2 separate regions of the Zea mays genome follow, and region 1 is linked to region 2. A link is a contact called in public Hi-C data. All regions are on one chromosome and are shown on one strand. Each heading gives the region's core, a stretch centred on a gene start, on an enhancer-like site or on the middle of the called end of the contact. The rest is flanking DNA. Distances are from core to core; before and after follow the strand shown. Region 1 has its middle 14 kb from the start of LOC100283075. Region 2 overlaps LOC100273149.

The links. A called contact is a pair of places that touch in the nucleus more often than the background predicts.
Region 1: a Hi-C map of endosperm shows a contact between it and region 2, with 3 times the contacts expected there. The contact joins two enhancer-like sites. A contact is called at or near these places in 4 of 25 Hi-C or Micro-C datasets (ear, endosperm, leaf and 1 more).

The regions. Positions count from the first base shown.
Region 1 is chr10:15,468,695-15,474,593 of Zm-B73-REFERENCE-NAM-5.0, reverse strand. No RefSeq gene overlaps it. Among protein-coding and RNA genes, the nearest start is that of LOC100283075, 14 kb to the left of the region's middle. Within about 2 kb of position 2,608, at least 19 of the 20 cell types and tissues checked have an H3K27ac peak or open chromatin away from gene starts, as enhancers often do. A contact at or near this core is called in endosperm, where this site is marked.
Region 2 is chr10:15,336,444-15,342,017 of Zm-B73-REFERENCE-NAM-5.0, reverse strand. LOC100273149 reads right to left here. Exons shown (of 9, transcript NM_001360219.1): 8 at 2,845-2,858; 9 at 2,084-2,514. The coding sequence ends at 2,412. Among protein-coding and RNA genes, the nearest start is that of LOC100273149, 34 kb to the right of the region's middle. Within about 2 kb of position 3,162, at least 3 of the 20 cell types and tissues checked have an H3K27ac peak or open chromatin away from gene starts, as enhancers often do. A contact at or near this core is called in endosperm, where this site is marked.

The DNA.
Region 1 (5,899 bases), core at 1,359-3,858, 130 kb before region 2:
TTCCAAGCAACCTTTACACTTACATTATGCAAACTAGTTCAATAATGCACTTATATATTTGCTTTGGTTTGTGTTGGCATCAATCACCAAAAAGGGGGAGATTGAAAGGGAATTAGGCTTACACCTAGTTCCTAGTTAATTTTGGTGGTTGAATTGCCCAACACAAACATTCGGACTAACTAAGTTTGCCCAAGTGTATAGATTACACAGGTGTAAAAGGTTCACACTCAGCCAATAAAAAGATCAAGTTATGGATTCAACAAAGGAGCTAAGTGGGAACCGAAGGCCCTCTGGTCTGAGAGCACCGGACAATGTCCGGTGCACCAGAGGACTCCAGCTCCAAACTCGCCACCTTCGGGAAGTTCCAAGGCACTCGCGCTATAATTCACCGGACTGTCCGGTGTACACCGGACAATGTCCGGTGCGCCAAGGGAGATCAGCCTCAGGAACTCGCCAGCTTCGGGAAACGCCAACGGCTAGTCCGCTATAATTCACCGGACTGTCCGGTGTGCACCGGACTGTCCGGTGCAACTCCGGAGCACGACTATCTCCGCGCCAACGGCTCTCTGCCGCGCATTTAATGCGCGCTCTGCGCGCGCAGAAGTCAGGCGCGCCCATACTGGCACACCGGACAAGGAACAGTAGCTGTCCGGTGTGCACCGGACACCCAGGCGGGCCCACAAGACAGAAGCTCCAACGGTCAGAATCCAACGGCAGTGATGACGTGGCAGGGGGCACCGGACTGTCCGGTGTGCACCGGACTGTCCGGTGCGCCATCGAGCAGACAGCCTCCCAACGGCCACATTTGGTGGTTGGGGCTATAAATACCCCAACCACCCCACCATTCATTGCATCCAAGTTTTACACTTCCCAACTACTACAAGAGCTCTAGCATTCAATTCTAGACACACCAAAGAGATCAAATCCTCTCCAAATTCCACACAACACCATAGTGACTAGAGAGAGTGATTTGCTTGTGTTCTTTCGAGCTCTTGCGCTTGGATTGCTTTCTTTGTTCTTGATTCTTTCATTACGATCAACTCACTTGTAATTGAGGCAAGAGACACCAAACTTGTGGTGGTCCTTGTAGGAACGTTTTGTTCTAAGTGATTGAGAAGAGAAAGCTCACTCGATCCGTGGGATCGTTTGAGAGAGGGAAGGGTTGAAAGAGACCCGGCCTTTGCGGCCTCCTCAACGGGGAGTAGGTTTGCAAGAACCGAACCTCGGTAAAACAAATCCACGTGTCACACTCTTCATTTGCTTGCGATTTGTTTTTCCACCCTCTCTCGCGGACTCGTTTCTTTATTACTAACGCTAACCCGGCTTGTAGTTGTGTTTATATTTGTAAATTTCAGTTTCGCCCTATTCACCCCCCCTCTAGGCGACTATCATTAATCCTATGCATGAATAAGTGATAATAAAGAACATTATTGGATAATAAAAGTGGTCAAGGGCACAACTTGCCTGGGACTTGAGATTCCAGGTACCAGGATGATCTTCAGATTCTCGTGACCTCACGGCTAGTCGTAGCAACACAACCAAACATGGTATAGACAAAACTAACATTACACCAAACATAAGAACAAACCACATAATAATAATCTACTCATTGCTACGAGGTCGTGGGTTCGTGAACCACAAAAATCGGAGTTACGATTAAGGAGTTATGATTTATGGAAGATCTATGTGATTTAAATATTAAACTATATTATAAATTGATTAGTATACACCATATGAGAGAATATTCTATGAATAATTAATTCTACTTTAATATGAGTCATTATTTGATTAAAGATCATCTTTTAGTCAAATTATAACCATAAGATCATAATACTATATTAATATTAGAAAATCTAATTCAATAAACATAGATTAGTCCAATTAGTTACTTAATTATAGAAGTACGTGATATCATATAATTAATGTTGCTATTGTGTAGTAAATATTTCTATGAGGCTAACGCAATTCGAATGGATCAAATCGGGGTTAAGGTGTAAGAGTTATGATTTTCTGAATAATTTAGGTGTTAAACATAAAACAAAATGAGTGTTATTTTTATAACTAAGTTACATAGTAAAATAATGTTACTAAGCGGTAGACAATATTATCCTGAGCCTAATGCAATTGGAATGGATCAATTCTGAGTAAAAACAAAGGGGATATGGATTTTCTAAAGTTTTAGAAATGGGGTACAAAAGAAATTAAGTACATAATTTTCATTTAGGTTTTATAACAAAATAAAGCTATCAGGGGCTAAAAATATTATTATGGATCTAATGCAACGTGAATGGATCAAAAAAGAGTTAAAATTATAGAGATATGAATTTTCTAAGATTGGGACTTTATTTGTGCACTAAAATGATTTCTATATTTATTTCAATGGATTTCTCAGCTATCTGGACTGGGGCCATAAATTTCGAAGATTACAGGGTCTAAACTATCAATTCCAAGGCTATTTTGCGTTGATTCTTGTACGAGTAAGGACGGTGGGTTTATTTCATAAAAAGACAAGGTCTCTTTAGCAATTATCCCGCGGCGAAGGGGTATGCTAGGATCTGAGCCGCTGGATTAGAAACCAAGGGCTAGGATTATATTTTATCTAAAGCGAACCGGTGCACGCTACGACCCGCCCGATCCCGATCCAAGGGTCGAGATTTAATGCGCCCCGATCAAATCTATACCACTGATCTTCTAATTGATGGTATAGAATTAATGGCCTGAAGGGGATTTCTACTTCTAATTCCATCCATCCAAACAGAATCCAACGATGCCCGAGCTTCCATAGCGAAGGGGTATGGAGTCATCAATCTGCGATTGCACATCCCAAATCTAAGGGCCATGATGCATCCCTCCCACATCGGCCACCTGCGGACGGTGGCGCGCCCCGGGAACGGCGACGCCATTGACGTGAGGACACAAACTCCCCAAACCGACCCACGAGAACCCTGATACGAGGACGCACACGGCGCACAGAACACGGCAAACGCATGGGAGCCAATCTTACCGGAAGTTCGCGAAGTAGTACAACTGCTCATAGCGGTGCGGGGTACCGCGGTAGAGGATTGACTCCGGCGAGCAATTCTGGGCTAACCGGAACGTAATCCGTCCAGACAAAGTCGCGATCATGACCTACGAGACTTGGTGAAGCCTCGGCCATGACGATGGTGCACCCGTGGATCTACGTCGGCGGCTCTCTCTCCCTCCCTTCGATTTCTCTCCTCTTTCGGCCTCCATGCCCAAGCGGTAGGGATGGTTAGGGCGAAGGAAAGAGGGATTGCGCACGACTCGGCTGTGCTTGGTTTTGTAGCCCGGGGGGGTGAGGCGCAACAACCGTGACCGAATAAGCCGTGGGGTTGACGGAGGTCGGACTCCCAGCGATTTGCAGCAGAGGCGAGCTGGAGGTTGTTAAGGAGGGCCCACCTGCAGACCCACGATCGCGCCTAGAGCAAGGGGGTGAGGAGAGGTTGGCTGGGCCCCATGTGGCAGGAGCGAGGCGCGCAATTCTTTGAGTCTTCACGTGGCTAGATTTGGGGACCCGATTCAACGGACGAGAGGAAGACGGAACTGACTATTCAACCCCACATGTCGGTGAGACGTCCGAGTCCGAGCGTGCGGGGTGGGGCACTGGCAAGCCGGGCCCTACCTGTTAGGCCACAGGCGCTCGGGTGTAATTTGGGCCGGCCAACAAGGGGACAATAGAGTGGGCCGAGTAAGGAGCTGGCCGAAGGGGAGGAGCGACCCAACACGGGCTTATTCTGTTTATTCTCTTTTCTATTTTCAGTCTTCTTTCATATTTTCAATTTCCAAGTTTTAATTCAATTCACATAGAGTTGAAGCTTTAAGTCAATTCAAATTCACCATCAAAATCCCAACATGATTGCAAGACATGATTTTTATTTATTTGTTTATTATCTTACTTATTTAAGTAGATGTTTTCAAACATGAAATTTATACACACAAATTCTAGTTATTGTAAGAAAATAATTCCTATTGTATAACTTTTATTGAGAGATGCTTTATCTTACATCCTTTAGTGATTACTTACACGTATAGTTCCCTAAAGGGATAACTTAATTCATCTAGTAATAATTTTATTAGGAAAGAATTTGAGGAGGAGTAACTTCAAGTTAAGAAAAGTTTTTTTAAAAGGGTATTTTAATTCAAGACCTCTAGAGAATTTCATAAATCCTTAAAATAAGATTTTGGGTGCTATAGTTGGGGTCTCGCTTGAGAGAGAAGATGGGGAGAGAGACATACGGGTTCCACATATATAGAGGATTACTTTTTCTCAATCTGCCAAAGCGTGTTCGCTGCATTTGTAATCTTTGCATGTAACAAACTCCTACACACGAGTACCTTTCCTTGTTTGGGTTCATTTTTCATAACGTTCTAAGAGGTTAGAGGCTTAGAGCATCTCCAAAAGCTCCTAAAAATATTCTGATTTTTATCTTCGTAAATTTTTCTTTTCAAAAATAAAATATCCCAACAAATCCCTATTTTCCCCTAAAAATATTTTGAATGAGTTATTACATGCCTTTACTTGTATGCTTGAGTACATCGAGCCACGAGAAGGTGCATAGAGTAGCGCGAAATCATGATTGAGAGCAGACGTTTTAGGAGAATAGACAGAAGAACATGTGTCGGGGACCATAATTAGAGGTACCCTCAAGACTCCTAAACTCGGCTGTTAACCACCATCAGCACAAGCTGCAAAGGCCTGATGGGCGCAATACAGGTCAAAGCTCCGTCCACTCAAGGGACACGATCTCGCCTCGTCCGAGCCCAGCCTCGGGCAGGAACAGTAGACCCCGGTGGATTCACGCCTTGCCCGAGGGCCTCCTCAAGCAACGGGAACACCTTTGACTCGCCCGAGGCCCAGCTCGGGCAGGCTTCGCAGTGAAGCAACCTTGGCCAGATCGCCTCGCCAACCGACTGTATCGCAGGAGCATTCAATGCAAGGATCGCCTGACACCTTATCCTGACGCGTGTTCCTCAGTCGGTAGGGCCGAAGTGACCGCAGTCACTTCGCCCCTCCACTGACTGACCTGACAGGAAAACAGCGCCGCCTGCCCTGCTCCGACTGCAGTGCCACCCGCCAGGGTGAGGCTGACAGCGGCACAGTCCAGCCTCAGGCGCCATAGGAAGCTCCGCCTCGCCCGACCCCGGGGCTTGGCCCCCGCCTCGACCTCGGAAGACGGTCTCCGCCTCGCCCGACCCCTGGGCTCGGCCCCCGCCTCGACCTCGGAAGACAGTCTCCGCCTCGCCCGACCCCAGGGCTCGGCCCCCGCCTCGACCTCGGAAGACGGTCTCCGCCTCGCCCGACCCCAGGGCTCGGACTCAGCCTCGACCTCGGAGGAGTCACCGCCTCGCCCGACCTTGGGCTCGGACCGACCACGTTACAGGGGGACACATCATTACCCTACCCCAAGCTAGCTCAGGCTACGGGGAACAAGACCGGCGTCCCATCTGGCTCGCTCCGGTAAAACAAGTAATGATGGCACCCCGCGTGCTCCCATGACGACGGCGGTTCTCAGCCCCCTACGGAAGCAAGGAGACGTCAGTAAGGACCCGACAGCCCCGACAGCTGTGCTTCTACAGGGCTCAAGCGCTCCTCCGACGGCCACGATATCACATGAACAGGGCACTAACATGTCACACCCGGTTTTAAAAGGCAAACCGAATGCGAACCATGTACGTGCCAGGATCAGTTATTCACGTACACAACAGTTACATAACATGGACATCATCACACAGTGCTCAAATAGTATTAAAAGGGAAATAATAGTCGATTACATCATACGTCTGAGACGTCCATATAGTCCTTACAATAAATCAAAGTGCGAAAACGAAACGTAGATAAACGCGGCCTTCACAGGCAGCCGACTGGGGGTTGCCGCTA
Region 2 (5,574 bases), core at 1,913-4,412:
CCGACTTCATGGTATGCCGAAGTCTATCGTCTCTGACCGGGATCGCATTTTCACCAGCAACATTTGGCGTGAATTGTTCCGTTTGTCAGGCACACAGCTACAGAGGAGTTCATCCTACCACCCACAGACCGGCGGTCAGACGGAGCGGGTAAACCAATGCTTGGAAACATTTCTGCGCAGCTTTGTGCAATCCTACCCGTCTAAGTGGTCTGCATGGTTGTCAGTGGCGGAGTTTTGGTATAACACTTGCCCACACTCTTCTTTGGGACGATCTCCATTTGAAGTTCTATATGGCGCACTCCCCGTCATTTTGGTTTGTCTGCAGATGATTCAGTGTCACATGTCGATCTCAGTGCTTGGCTCTCCCAGCGAGAACTCATGCTTCGCTGCATCAAACATAATCTGCTCCGCGCCCAGCAGCGTATGCAACATCAGGCCAATAAACAGAGGTCAAAACGTGTGTTTGCAGTGGGATACCAAATTTATTTGAAGCTGCAACCTTACATACAATCCTTAGTGTCTACTCGAGCTAATCACAAGCTATCCTATAAGTTCTTTGGTCCATATGAGATACTCCAGAAGGTGGGTTCGGTGGCTTACAAGCTCAGGTTGCCACCGTCCTCTGCTGTTCACCCTGTGTTTCACGTTTCGCAACTGAAAAAGTTTGTCAAGCCTACATGTCCGGTGAGTGCTACATTACCTATAGCCTCTCCTACATTGTCTTACCCGATGCAGGTCGTACAACGTCGTTCGGTCTCCCGGGGGGCGCCAGGTGGACCAGGTTCTAGTTCGCTGGTCTGGCTGTGATAATACATTGGACACCTGGGAAGATGAGTTGTCGCTGCGGCAACAATTTCCTTCTGCAGCTGCTTGGGGGCAAGCAGCTCCCCAAGGAGAGGGGAATGTCAGCAGCAGAGGATCATACAAGGTTGCAAGAAAGGGAAGACAGCAACAAGTCAAGGAGAACGAGAAGCTACAGGGCGAATCCGTAATGAGTCGCCGTGTTCCCAAGCCCAACACTCGTTACCCATCGGACATATGGTCCATGTAAGCCGTGTAAGTGGGATATTAACTCTGGTCTGTCCAGGAGAGCAGGTAACGAAAAAGACACAAGTATTCCTCCTATCTTCTTCCTCCTCTCGTTACCTCCTTCTCTGTAGCGTAGTAGCAGTAGTGGTATCTAACATCCTGCCTCCGTCGCGGCAGGTGAACCTGGAGAGAGGATGGACATGGGGCTGCCGAGCGGCGACTCCTCGGAGGACGCCTCCGACACGGCGCCGCACGAGCACGGCGGCCCCTCCGCCGCCCCGCCGTGGACGACGTAGTAGAGGTCGAGCGCGGGCAGCGTCTCCAAGAGGCGGTTCCTCCCGAGCGTGGGCAGTGACGGCACTGAAGACGGAACGGTAGCCACCCTAATTGATCCTCACGGTGGAGGATTAATCACTGTCTACCGTGACTAAGAGAGAGCTCGAGTCCATATCAGCGTGTGTGCGTTGTGTGAATCTCCAAATCATTTAAGCCCTCGCCTACACCTCTATTTCGTCAAAGCCGAACTTGTCGCGTTTCATAATGGCAGAAATCTCCATTGCAAGGGTGGTTGCGCGATGGTAGCGGCATGGGCGTGGGGTTGCTCGTTGTGTCACGCAGATTGGGGTGGATGATGTACGTGTGAGCACGGACGGACGGTTCAGATGTATGGAAGGCAGAACGACAGAACCAAAAGGAGGCAGACTACTCTTACTGTCTTAATAAGTAGTATAGATTTGATATCTTAATAAGTAGTATAGATTTGATAGATATTCAAACCTATTTTTGTAGTAAAACTGTTTGGAGACACAAACGTTCTAATATTTTTCTATAAATCTGATCAAATTTGAAAAAGTTTAATCGACACAAATAGGACAAATATTTTGGAAAGATAGAGTAGTGTTTTATGTCGTAACATGTTTGGTTACATTCCTAAAAACTATTTTTGAAAACCATGATATTCTAGATACACAGAAAATTCCACTCCGATCTAAAGTTTTCGGGCTAGCTTTTACCCAATATTCAAACAACGCTTTCTCAAAACCTTTCTATTTTTGGAGCTGACAAAAACTACGATATTTTTAGTATTATAAAACTATAATTTTGAGAAATATTGTTGCCAAATAGACCCTTACAGTATGCCCTTTCTCTCTAAAGTATAATATAAGAGATTAAAACTGGATTGCAATTACATAGACGTGCTCTAGCAGATTGAAAAAAAAACGTCATCGTCTTTTATACAAGGACCCCACATGTAAGTGCTACATGCACGTCCTTGTTTTCTCTCTCGTTTCGCGTAGATATGACCACCACATTGTCACACTGAAGACACCCTACCTTGCGCTATATGTTACACTAGGAATGCAGAACTGCGTCAAATGTCACTACTGCCTGTGGCCCTCCGGCAGGGCAACCACCCTGTAGAACGGCACGGCTCTCTGCGGCAGAGCACCGTCCTCCTCATCGTCATCGAACTCCAGAATATAACTGTCAAAAGAGAAGTAGCAGTCACAAAATAGTTTCAGGAAGACACAATACTGCATTTAATTATGTAGTATTCCCCCACTCTCAAAATGTAACGTGTTTTAATTCTGTACTGTGTCAAACTTGTCTGACTTAATCTAAGTTTATCGAAAATTCAAGAACATCATATCAGTTTCATTAAATCAACCATGAAAAACGTCTTGATGGCATTTGTTTGGCATGGTAGATGTTAATAAAACAAACAGTAAACATTGGACTAGTATATGAAACTGAACCTAAAACAAACAGAAAACACTGGACTAGTATGAGGTTGTAAATGCACAAACAACTTACTCATCAGACTTCCTCTGGAATATTTGTAGTCCGGTTTGACGTCAACATGATTACAGAAAGACAAGAGCATTAATGGTTAAGCAAGCAAACAAAAATGGAGAGCCAATTAAGAACTAGTATAATTTTTTTGTGGTCATAAAAGAACCACAGGTGTATTTAAGAAAATTAACAGAAGTCCAGCAATTACTTGTGCAATATCCATGTGGATGTACCATGACTGTACAATGCATATAAGGCAGGATCCAACTCAGGGCTGTATCGACCGTTGACGTGGCATTTGGACCGGTCGGTACCGACCGGTCTGGTCTCAACCGCAGTTGGTTTGACTAGCCGGTCAGTGAAGCTGTCGACCGGTCGGTACCGACCACGTTGAAGCCAAACCGGTCGGTACCGACCGGTCAGTACTGGCTAGTCGGTACCAACCAGGTTTTGCAATATGGCACATTCAAATTGGTCCATGCGTGCCCCCAAGTCAACTACGGTTTTAAAAAAAATGGAAAAAATCCTAAAAATTCAAAAGATCCAAAAATATATTTATGAGTCATGTACTTTGTTAGCTTTAGAAATTATATAATTATTATATATGTTTAATGAATTGTGATTTTTATCTACTTAGTTATGTACTCGGATGAATTTTTATTTCAATATAAAACATTATGTTTTATTTTAAATAAAAGTCTATAAAAGAAAAGCGGATATGGTGCTAAGGCGACTGTAGGGTGATGATATAGACTAGGCATAGGAGGGATGTGGTAGATAAAAGCTGATGACGGTTGATAGCGTGGTTGGTAGTATGATTGATATGACATGGCAGTCGATAAGGACCAGTTGCACAGGATCCAGCCTAACCAGACCAGTTTGTACATGTTAACGCATTGTATACTCATCTTTCATGGCATAATATTTCATACATGATAGTTGTTTTCAGGGGCGGAGCCAAAACACAGGCAAGGGAAGATGCTAACTACACTGCTAGTCCTAGTATGTCTTGATTCTAACTATAAGATGTTGTGGTGCCAACTAGTTGGAGCAGCATTTTGTAAGAGTTTTTGTTGCTTGGACCGGTGCTGCAGCCTGCAGCACTCGCCATGTCCCTGCCCCTAATTGTCAAAAAAAGGGGTACAACAATATTTCTCCTTAAGGGTTATGTCGGACTATGTTATTCACTTTTGTGCATTTACTGATGTTGAATTTCAGCTTACCATATGCCCCCCCCCCACCCCCACAAACATCGTTATTGCACATGCATAGGCATCTAACACCCCCCCTCAAACTCAAAGTCGATCAAACACACTAAGTTTGGCTAGATAAAACCTATGATGAGCTCTAGTCTCCTTCGTGGAGAAATCAGCTAACTGAAGCTCTAAGGCACATAAGATATCAATCATATCATCTTGAAATTGTTCACACATGTAATAGGCATCAACACCTATATGCTTAATAGCTCATGCTTGAACGAATCATAATACTAATAGCACTTGTACTGACTGTCAAAAGAGGAGTCGACATAGAAACAGAAACCACCACTATAACCAAGTCATCCTTGTCACAAGAGCCATAGCACGCAACTCACTCGAACAGTCAAACTAGAACTGTTGTCTACTTCTTAGTCGACTCACTAGCTCGGAGAGTATCATAGTAGGTCTGCAGTTATAAAGAACTTGTGCGTGGAAAGAATAGATGACACAAGTAGTCTCACGAAGCATGTGACTATAGTGGAGTTGAGTAGAGACCGAAACAATCTGACTAAGAATATGCACAAAACAAGAAATATTAGAATGAGTGACACCATGATAAACAAGACTCCTAACTATATGACGATAGCAGGTAGGATCAATAAGAGGCTCACCATCAGTGGCACTAAGATGAACAATGAGTTCCATGGGAGTCTTTTTTTCTGGAATACGCAGGAGAACTGCGCATTTTTGAATTAAGAAGAAAAAGAAAAGGGGAAAGATCCTCAAAATACAAACAATTCTATTGGGACAGAATGTGTGTAGTCTGGCGCCTAGGTTATTTGCCACCATTCCTAAAAGGATTGCGAATAGAAGAACTGTTCTTGAGGCTCTTTCCAACAGAAAATGGATATCTGATATAAAGGGTGCTCTGTCTGTGGGAGTTCTAGTGGATTATTTGAACCTTTGGGAGCTTCTTTCAGAAATAGTGCTGCAGCCTGAAGTGGAAGATAAGCATATATTTAGTATTGCGGCAGATGGTAAATACTCGGCTAAGTCGGCATATGAGGCCTCTTTGTTGGATCAACGTCCTTCGGTCACTATCACCTGGTTTGGAAAACCTGGGCACCTCCAAAGTGTCGGTTTTTCCTTTGGCTGGTGGCTAACAAGAGATGCTGGACTGCTGATAGGCTTGCAAAGAGAGGCTTGGATCATCCAGCTAGGTGCCTTTTTTGTGACCAGGAAGCTGAAACTATTGACCATATCCTTGTCTCCTGTGTGTTCACGAGAGTGTTCTGGTTTACTCTTCTTAAACCGTTTTGGTTTCAAAGTCTGGCTCCCCAGCCAGGACATTCTTCTTTTATGGCTTGGTGGGAGCAAATCTCAGGGTTGGCTACTGGTCTTCCTGGTAAATGTCTTAACTCGCTTGTGGCCTTAGGAGCATGGACAACGTGGAAGCTTCGAAATAGTTGTGTTTTTTATGGTTGTACTCCTAGTTTAGATCTGTCCATTAAGTTAGCTAGGGAGGAGGCAGTCTTGGGAAATGGTCGGGGCT